2 separate regions of the Pan troglodytes genome follow, and region 1 is linked to region 2. A link is a contact called in public HiChIP or PLAC-seq data. All regions are on one chromosome and are shown on one strand. Each heading gives the region's core, a stretch centred on a gene start, on an enhancer-like site or on the middle of the called end of the contact. The rest is flanking DNA. Distances are from core to core; before and after follow the strand shown. Region 1 holds the start of LOC748709. Region 2 overlaps CDK6 (cyclin dependent kinase 6).

The links. HiChIP or PLAC-seq counts read pairs in DNA pulled down with a chosen protein or histone mark.
Region 1: a contact with region 2 is called in an H3K4me3 HiChIP or PLAC-seq map of stem cell-derived excitatory neurons, with 5 times the contacts expected there. The contact joins the promoter of LOC748709 here to the enhancer-like site in region 2. A contact is called at or near these places in 5 of 7 Hi-C or Micro-C datasets (blood, induced pluripotent stem cells, a lymphoblastoid cell line and 1 more), 1 of 1 datasets of contacts at active chromatin or transcription factors (stem cell-derived excitatory neurons) and 1 of 1 other capture datasets (stem cell-derived neural stem cells).

The regions. Positions count from the first base shown.
Region 1 is chr6:102,207,185-102,212,057 of NHGRI_mPanTro3-v2.0_pri, forward strand. LOC748709 reads left to right here and starts at 3,532. Exons shown (of 6, transcript XM_063815936.1): 1 at 3,532-3,807; 2 at 4,388-4,489; 3 at 4,553-4,807. The coding sequence starts at 3,532. It overlaps CDK6 (cyclin dependent kinase 6), which reads right to left. Exons shown (of 8, transcript XM_003318579.6): 2 at 2,685-3,287. The coding sequence starts at 2,917.
Region 2 is chr6:102,071,064-102,075,643 of NHGRI_mPanTro3-v2.0_pri, forward strand. The region is part of intron 4 of CDK6 (cyclin dependent kinase 6); the gene reads right to left. Among named protein-coding and RNA genes, the nearest start is that of FAM133B, 110 kb to the left of the region's middle. Within about 2 kb of position 1,273, at least 13 of the 24 cell types and tissues checked have an H3K27ac peak or open chromatin away from gene starts, as enhancers often do. A contact at or near this core is called in induced pluripotent stem cells, stem cell-derived excitatory neurons, stem cell-derived neural progenitor cells and 1 more, where this site is marked.

The sequences.
Region 1 (4,873 bases), core at 2,282-4,781, 140 kb after region 2:
AGGGCCTATAATTATGATCAATTACTTATGACTTGAAGGTACTTATAAAAGCATCTGCCCTTTTAAGAAACCATTAAAGAACCAGGCTTAAGACTGTAAAACTAATCCCAGGGGCAATAATAAATCACAGGTTTGGGGACCCAACTTTGACAACTCTCCCTTGGAAAGAAAAGAATTGCTGTCAACTGTCCTTATTTCCTGACCCTGTCTGAGCAAATATTCGCAGCCTCTAAAATCCAGAATTCTTAGTCTGGCCAAGCAAGTCATGGGGACCAATGGTTGTTTCAAGGCAGAGGCAGAAGAGAAGAAACAGGAAGGAAACAAAAAGGGAATGAAGATCTGTAGCTCATGAGGGTGACATCATCAATAATTTCCTCAAGTATTTCATGGCTCGTGACTGAGAGTCTTTTCTGACATCTTACAGGCTAATTATCCTCAAGGATCTTCTTGGTTCCAGAGCCTGTAATGTCTGGGTTTGAATATGATTTGTTCTACAAAAAAAGGTCAGGTGAATTGACCCCTCCCTGTGAAGCTGCTCCATGGCAAGAGACCATGAATCTGCTGAAACGCAAACAATCCTTTAGATATCTGAAGTACTTTCAAATTTACAAAGTGCTTTCACATACGCCATCTCATTTTATTCTCACGACTTTAACAGGTAGGTGCCATCATCACCTTAACACGTAAAAATAATTTTAGAAAACAATGCCTTTGTCTTCAGTTCATAAGAATATCCTCCTGAAATTCACAGTACAGAATCCAAGTCATGGGTCAGTTAGAAACGTCTAGGAACACATCAATCTCAGGAGGATAAATCAAGAGAATAGGATGGATCAGACAAAATCTACAAGCACAATGGCAGAAAGTGTGCCTCTGGTATAAGAATGGCGTAAGCTTTGTAAACAATAGTGTTATACAGGGGTGCCTCTGTAGTACCTCTACGTTTGGAAGGACATTATTCATTCATATACATGATAAGCACCCTTAACTGGATACTCCATAGGTAACAGACAAAATAAAACAAGAACTTCCGTCTTAAAATTGTAGTGGTGGAATTCATCCTTCGGGATGTATTAGGTGATTCCCCTAGGACGACAGCTGAGTTACAGGGGGCTAAATATACCCTCCCCTTTTCCCTCCAATATCACAAAGAGCCCCAAAAACGGATTTTATTGTTTTTAACAAACAAAATACACATGAAAAAAGTCATCTATAGGTTTTCATATATAATCTCATCTTCTAAAACACTCATTCTCCTTCACTAGCTAAGCAGAGGTATAATGCGGTCTTAACTTTATAACCATTTACTGCCTTATTTATATATTTATGATTCTTTGATGCCTTCTAGCTTGAGTCTAAACTGCGTTGGGAACAAAGCACCGCACAAATCACCAGCCTGGGATAAGAGGAGACAAGTTAAAACCTCCCAAGAAGATTCTGTAGATACTTGGTCTCTCTGAGTCTGTAGAGAGTTTGGTATTTCAAAGGTCAGTCTTGGGTCTCTCCACTTTGATGACTAATGTTAAATTGTTTGACTTTTTACAAAAATATTTAGCTGTGCTTATTTACATCATTTCATCCTCAGCGCACACAGTAGGCATGTATTTGTTGAACAGAAGCCCTAAATGGATGAGAAAAAAGATATTTCTGCTACACATTTTCTCAAGATCGAGAAAGGTAAAATCACAACCCAATTTGCAGAAGTTTCTAGGCATTCCTTTTCAATGTAAAGCTATGCATCTCTGTTTAAAAAAGAAAAGGATGACACAACCAAACAATGTCAACCACACAATGGGGAAATTCCAGGATCACTAAGAAAACACCATTATCCTAAGTCACACATTTTCATTTAATACTGGTTACCACACAGGAGAGAGTAAGAACTGCTGTCTCCCCACCCACTCGCACAATCCATCTGGGAAAAGCATGGGCAGAACATTTATGATCTAACCATACCACATCTTGGACTCACATTTAACCCTTTGGAGAATTAGTCTAAAGAGTATGTCCGCCCAGAGATATAAAGTAAAACAGACACAGGGATAACAGTTTTGGAAGAAATTTTTATGACGCTGTTTGAGATTGGGCATCAGCACTCAAACTCCTTAGACCACCAGGAGTCATTCTTACTACGCAACTTTAATAAAGAGAAACTGAGAGTATGACTGGCAAAAATATTATGATGTTTCTGCATCTTCTTAACCTGATTTACACTTGGCTCCACCCATAAAGTTCCCACTGATTATCACACGGCATCCTCATTCTCCAGTCTCACCTACTCTGTCTTTCAAAAATTCCCCAACGGCATGGCCAGGAAAAATATGCGGGGGCTAGCGGGGCATGTCTCAGGTTGGCTTATCCTGTCCCTAAAACGCACCCACCTCCCCCAGACCCTCCTTCAGGGTGGGCAGGGAGAAAACGCTTCTAAGTTGCACAGCTGCAGGGAAGCCTGCTCAGGTCATGTTTTTTTGACTTGTCTTTCGGCTCGCTGTCTGGCAAGGTCACCGGCTCTGGCTCGCAGCTCTGTCGACAAAACTTAACTCTCACTCTGTAAGACCAACAGGTCGCGCAGGACCTCCCCAGTCGCCCTCTGCCCCGCACCTTTCTGGGCCTGAGGATTCCCGGCTCGGCCCTCCCCGCGCGCGCGCGGCCCCAGATGGCGAGGGCGCAGCTCCCTGGCTCACCTGACCACGTTGGGGTGCTCGAAGGTCTCCAGGTGCCTCAGCACCGCCACCTCGCGGATGGTGGAGAGCGGCATGCCCTCCTCGCCGGTCTGCACCCGCACGCGCTTCAACGCCACGAAACGGCCTCCGTTCTTCAAGTCGCGGGCCTTGAACACCTTCCCATAGGCGCCCTCCCCGATCTCCGCCACGCATTCGTACTGCTGGTCAGCGCGGCACAGGCCGTCCTTCTCCATGCCGCCTGGACGCCGCCCGGCGCGGCGCCGCTGGGGCGGGCGGGGGGTGCGCTCAACTAGCTGGCGGCCGCCGCTCGCCTACTCCGGGGCTCCCCGGAGATCGGTCTAGCTTTACTTGCTCCCCGCCGGCTCAGGCGCTCGGGCGCTGGGGCTTTCGCCGCTGCAGAAGCTGGATGGAGAGACCTCCCCGCGGGGCTGGCGTAGCCCTGGTGCCGCCGCCGCGAAACTCCGCCTGCAGAGACGCCGCCGCCGCCGCCGCCGCCGGAGGAGCGAGCCGATCCCTCCTCTTCCCTCCTCGAAGCGAAGTCCTCAACACAGACACGATTACATAGCCTCTGCCCAAGCGCGTCTCAGTCCAGAATCATTGCACCTAAAGGAGGAGACGGGAGGATAAGAAGAAAGTGCAATCAGACAGCCCAGAAGCCTTCCTCGGGGTTCCTCCAGACTCCCCTCCTCCTCCTTTACGAAGCCTCCATCGCTACCCTCCGCGCGCTCCTGCCCTCTCCCAAGCCGCTTAATCCTTCCTGGTTCCTCCGAGAAAAGCGAAGTTACTTTTCTTTCCCTGCAGGGCTGAAGCCGTCTTCGCGCGGAGAGGTTGCAGGGGCCCCTCGGGGATGAGCGAGCGGCGCGGGACGCAGTGGAACGGGAGGGGGCGTGCCGAGCAGCCCAGAGTGTGCCGGGAGCGCGGGGGAGGGGAGGCGCCGGGCACGTCAATGTCACGGCTTAATATTTATCCCTATATCATTGTGTTGCGCCGCTACCCTCCCCGCCTCCTGAGGCCCGGACGTGCAGGGAGACGGGGTCCAGGGGTGCCGGAGGGCGTTCAGGGGTCGCGCACAAGCTGGAGCGGAAGGACTGTGGGTCCATCCGTGTGGGGCCGCAGAATGTGGGTGGGGGCTCCCAGGACCCTGTAACCCGATGCTGGGAGTGTGCGAGAAGGGGTGGTCAGACATCTGCTCAGAAATTGCTTTCTTTCTTTCTACTTTCAGTTTTTCTACGAGGAGACATTTAAAAACGACTCGCATACACAAATGGTCTTTTTGGGGTAAAGGAGTCTCGGTTGGAAACGGAATTCTCTCTCCGACTGGGAGGACCTCCCTGGTGGAAACCTTGGGAAGACCAGCCATCTGGTCGGGGAGGGTTGGGGCTAATGGGGGTGGGCGAGCGAGCGGTCCTGGGGGAGGGGAGACACCGTCCCCCACGGGATCCCAAGGGTGGGAGAAAGGGGTGTTCGCCACAATTTCGCTTGTCGTCTCCTTAAAGAATAACTTCAGGAAGGGGATAGCATAATCGCGCCTCGTCCTTAAGTTTTAAACTGATTTCGACCTGAGCAAAACTCAACCTCCCTTTCAAAGGGTGGGGGGGGGGGGGGGGTTAAATCCTGCGCCTCCAGGGGTGAGAGAGAAGGTCTCTGTCCTCGGGGCCCGGACTCGCGAACCTTTTCCCATTCCCAGGACCTCCCCGCTGTAGGTAGCAGAGGTGGCTGCCCCATTCCCCCTCCGGCTAAAGGCCCGGTCCAGTCTGCAGCCGGACGCCCCCGGAGCCCTCTGCACAACAAAGCGCCAGAGTAGGGTACCCTAACTTTCCCTCCCCATTCAGCAGCTATCTGGGACCTAGGGGGCCTCCCTCCTCCAGGGCCGCCGCGGCCTCGGCAGGACTTTCACCACGACGGCCGCATGTCCGGAATTCCCGGGGCACCTCGGAATTACCTGCCTCGCAACCGCTGGCCCGCTCGCCTTTTGCCAGGAATTAAACAAACGGCGCGACCCCCACGATGAGCGGGTGGAGCGGACCGCGGCGAGAGCAGAGCTTCTGGCACTCACTACATTCAGAACTTTCCTTAAAAGCCGAGGAAAGAGCCCCCAGGGACTGCCCAGGGGTCTGAGCCAGGTCGAGGGCCACACAGGTAGCCGGGGAGCCGCCGCCGGCCGTCCAACCCGCCTGTCCTGCGTCCCC
Region 2 (4,580 bases), core at 23-2,522:
TTGTTAGGCCCTAGTTTCTCAACTACAAAATCAAGAAGTCACATTTGATTATTTCTAAAGTCTTTCCAACTCCAGAATCCTATAATTAGAATAAATAAATTCTACATGCTCAGTGACACCATCTGAACATTGCACTGTGTACCAATACATCCAGGTCAGTGATGCTGTTCACAGAAACTTGACATTTACAGAAATCAAACGTTAACCAAGAGGAAAACTGAAAGAACATTAATAATTACTCAATATAATTTGTGGTTCCATAAAGCAAAATTGGAATTCCAGAAGAGCCTGTGAAGAACCTTCAAGAGTTATTTAGCCTGAGTGGCAAAAGGCAAAGCCACATATCACTTATCAATGTAGCTACAGGCTAGAGAACAATCATGTCTGCATGTCATGTAACATGGGAGAGGCTGTTGTCTGTCTCGTGTTCTTTTCAAAATCAAGCATCATTGTTCAAACAGAAATGTGTAGTGATTGTGCTTCATTAGGTAAGCATCCAAATTTATTACAAAATATGCTCAGAGTGGCCATTTCAGAAGACATGTCTGTCTCTGAAATAGAAAATTATATATATATAAAAAGACCACAGCAAAAAGGAATGACATGGGATATAATTTTTCTGTTCCTACCTATTGAAATATATCTCTGGTTTGTGTCTTTAGAAATTACCAAAGAGAAAAAGATGATCTCAAATGACTGAAATTACTTATAGACAGAAGGATATTAACCTCCTACGACATATTAAAAAGTTTGGGAGGGAGAAATTTAAGCTACACATGATACCTCTGGAAATTCCATTCTGTTTCATGCAAATGATCAGTGAAAGTTATAATGATACAAAGTTATGTCAATAATAGACTTTTAAAGAACCAGGTATAAATGGCAGTGTAAATATACAAATCATCTTGGTTTTTTTTAAATATTACTAAACAAATATGATCCTAGGACTAAGGCAGAAATTAGGGGGAAAAAGTCTCATAGCTTCTTTGTTGGTGATTAAGGGACCCTGAAGTAAAAAAAAAAAAAAAAAAAAGAAAAGAAAAAAACCAACAAAAATCAAGAAGCAATGCTCAAGGTAATAAGTGCTTTCATGTTTCCAGTTCTCATATCTGAGGGCACTGGATCAAGCTAAAGGACAAAGAGATAAGGACAATATTGCAAGTTACAAACAAATGGCAGATAAAAGAGCTCTTCTGGGTTCTGATTAAGTGACAGCATTCTACACATTCTTTTGACTTGAGAAAGTCAGACTAAGAGCAGCGGCTAAGTTCCATGTGAAGCCCCGCTAAATAAGCGTATCTGCATGCTTTCACATTCTGGCAGGACAGGATTCCTCCCCTTTCATTGAACAGAGACATGTTCTCTGGGCTCACAGCAATAATGCGCCTCTGCTTCAACTTCCATAAAAAAGCATAAATGTATATGCTGAAAGCACAGAGAAGTTTTGTGCTTTGGGACGAGGTGGCTGGGAGCCAATGTTTACAATCCCCTGGGTGGGGAAGGCAGGCTGAAAGGCTCAGGACGGCAGGCTTTAAAAGTCTTTGCTGTTGCCGCCAGTGACCTTCGCCTCTGTTTTCAAAGCAGCTCTCACGTTAACCCCTTGGATTCTGTGTGCACTGGAGCTGCACAAAGGAAATACCTTTCTTTGAAGGACACCTCTCTCACGCACATCGGTTTCTGATTTCAGTTGGAGCAGCTCAGAAACACTGGATTAAGAAAGAAGCATGTATTCAATCTGCTGTCAGACCCACCGACATGTCAGCGGTATTGGATCTGGGTTTCGGAGTGTGCTCTGTTCTACAAAGTGAAAGTTTCCAGCTTTAGGCAATGGACTCAAGGTTATAAACCAGGGGATTGTGAAACATGAGCATATTTGGTCTCCAGGGGAGAAGGAAGCATCCAATTTATGCAGAAATGCTCTTTTCCCAGCTAGCCAATGAGAGGCGAGGCTACAAGAGTGGGCTTCCTATTGGGATCTCCTGACTAGAAGAATGGTGCTTAAAATTAAAGACAGGCTAAATTGCTAACAGGCCAACTTAAAAAGCAGCTGAAGAGAAAACACCAATTGTAAAAATGAAAAGGGAGTTTTCCCGTTATGAAATCAAAGCTGACCACATTTAGCTTATTATTATATGTTGTTGTTTCACGGGGAAAGAATTAATAATCTTTTATTCTTAATGCTAAGAAGATCCTACAAAATCTTACCATATATGTGTATTTCTTTAATAGTCTTTACTAAGTTACTCAAATGATGATATTCAAGAGTGGTATTATTTAAGGCCTCAAAATGTTTTCAGGACACAAGATTTACTTTGAAAAAACTGGTTTGATATGTCAGGAACCAGATCAAATGATTTACTTTGAAAAAACTGGTTCGATATGTCAGGGACTAGAACAAACGCTTTGGTCTATGAGAAATTTTGTGGATTTAAAGATGTTTGTCATCTAAACATTGATCATCATTGACAGTGTCACCCCTTTATTGAATGGACAGCATATGGAATCCTGGGGTCATGAATTGTGCAATTCTAATATTCAGAGTCTATGAACTCCTAACACATTTCCTGTCTTCAGGAGGATTAAGATTTCTGGAGAAGAAAATGAAAAGCAACATACACCAGAAAGTTTAACCGATTCGCAAAAAAGTCATTAAGTCTTACTAAAATCATCCAATCAAATATGAGACAGGAATGAGAGAGAGAATTTTCTCTTCACATTTGGAGATGAAGCCTGGCCTCTACGTTACCAGGCAGCCATCTATAATGTCATAAAGTACATGTATACTGTAGCTGGAAGTCATCTTAGGAATATTTGAGAGAACTGTTTTTCAGGACTAATAACTGGCTCTTAATAAGTGCTTCGGAAGACAGTTAATAACATTTCAGCTTCTCGAAGAATGCTTAATAGTAATCGTAACTATCGGCCTGGCTTTCATTACAGACCAAACAACCTGTTCCTTGTTATCTATTGTGGAAGTCAATGGTGATTAAGTAAATATATTTTACTCTAATGCAGAAACTGACTAGAAGGAATGTTTTGAGAAGCTCAAAGAAACCCCAGAGCTGCACAACAGAGAAGACATAGCCAAAGAAAAACAGCCGAAGTTTATCAAGGGTCTTCCGTACGCCTGGCACTTCACTAAGGACTTCACACATTTTATGTTACTTAAACATAAAAACTTGTGAGATAGGCACATAATTTTTTACCCATATTTTAGGTAAGATACTGATATTCAAACATGTTAATAACTACAGTAGTCCCACAACTAGCCACTTGTCAGAGATACAATCCAAATCCAGGTCTAACTCCAGAGTCTGCAAGTAACCACTGAGTATGACAACCATGCAGGCAGACAGCCCTCTACCACTGCAGAGAAGCCCCCGGGAAACATATTTCACAGCTCTAACCAATTGGTGTACATTGCAATTACTATTTTATTGGGGACTCCAAGGCATGTCAATCTTTTAAGAAGGAAGCTGTGTTCAGTTGGAGATTTTTCATCGTATTACTGAATTAAAAGTCACATATGACTTCTATCAGAGGTTAAGAAGCTGCAATACTTGGTTTCTGCAATAGATTTACTAACATTTATATATTAATTTCACATTTTAAATGGAATCTAAAAGTAGCAGATGAAATTATGCTATCACAAATTTTCATGTTTTACAAGCCAGTTGGAAAATGTTTTATTCACAGGCTACAGGATCCATATTCTCATCATTCCCAGCCTGGGCCCCTCACTCCTACCCAAAGCTTTTAAGATGTTGTTTCTTATTTGTCTCCATAAATGAATCTTGTCTTTAAAAAAAACTGCTGTGAAATCAAAGAAAATAATTGTTGCCATCTTTTACAGTAATGACATGTCACTTAAAAAGTTTTCAGCTTAGACTCCGTTTTCTGAAGCAGCTTCTATGAACTAATAACCTAACAGCTCTCCATGAACTTTAATTATTGCAGTAGAATTATTAGGCACCACCAGTTACAACTGAACTTCTCCACACACAGTATAAAGTTAAAACTGTACAAATGAAGCCAAAATATGCACAGCTAAAAGGAATGTTACAGGGGGGCCTCTCTTAGCGAACAAAGCAAGCTCAGTTTGGCTCTTTTTCCCTCGCGCTACCACATCCGCACATCGTTAGTTGGAAAATTCCTGATATATGCTGTAATTTTTTGTGCTTTTTTTTTCCCCCAGTACACTTGAGGCTTTAATGTCCAGATGCCATTTTCCCCCTTATCTGTCCCTGTTTGGGGTTCTGCCAGCTATGGTCAACAATTAATACAGCCGAAGAAAAAAATACAGTATGCTCCCTGGCAACTGGTACAGCCTCGCAGGAAATACCAAATAAAAACTTGATTATGTATTGTTTAACCATTTTGTTTGCCTGTAGGCCACCCTGTCGTCGGTGTAATTCAGACGAGCATGCTTCATCTGGACGGTCTGTGCACTGCACCATTGTTCCCAGAGTCTGTCACGCACAATCACTGGCTTCAGCCTGTGGCCCTCTAAATGAAAGGAGCAGATTTGTGGCAGCTTTCCAACCTGCATTCCTTTTAATTAGTCAACTTGTGGCCCAATG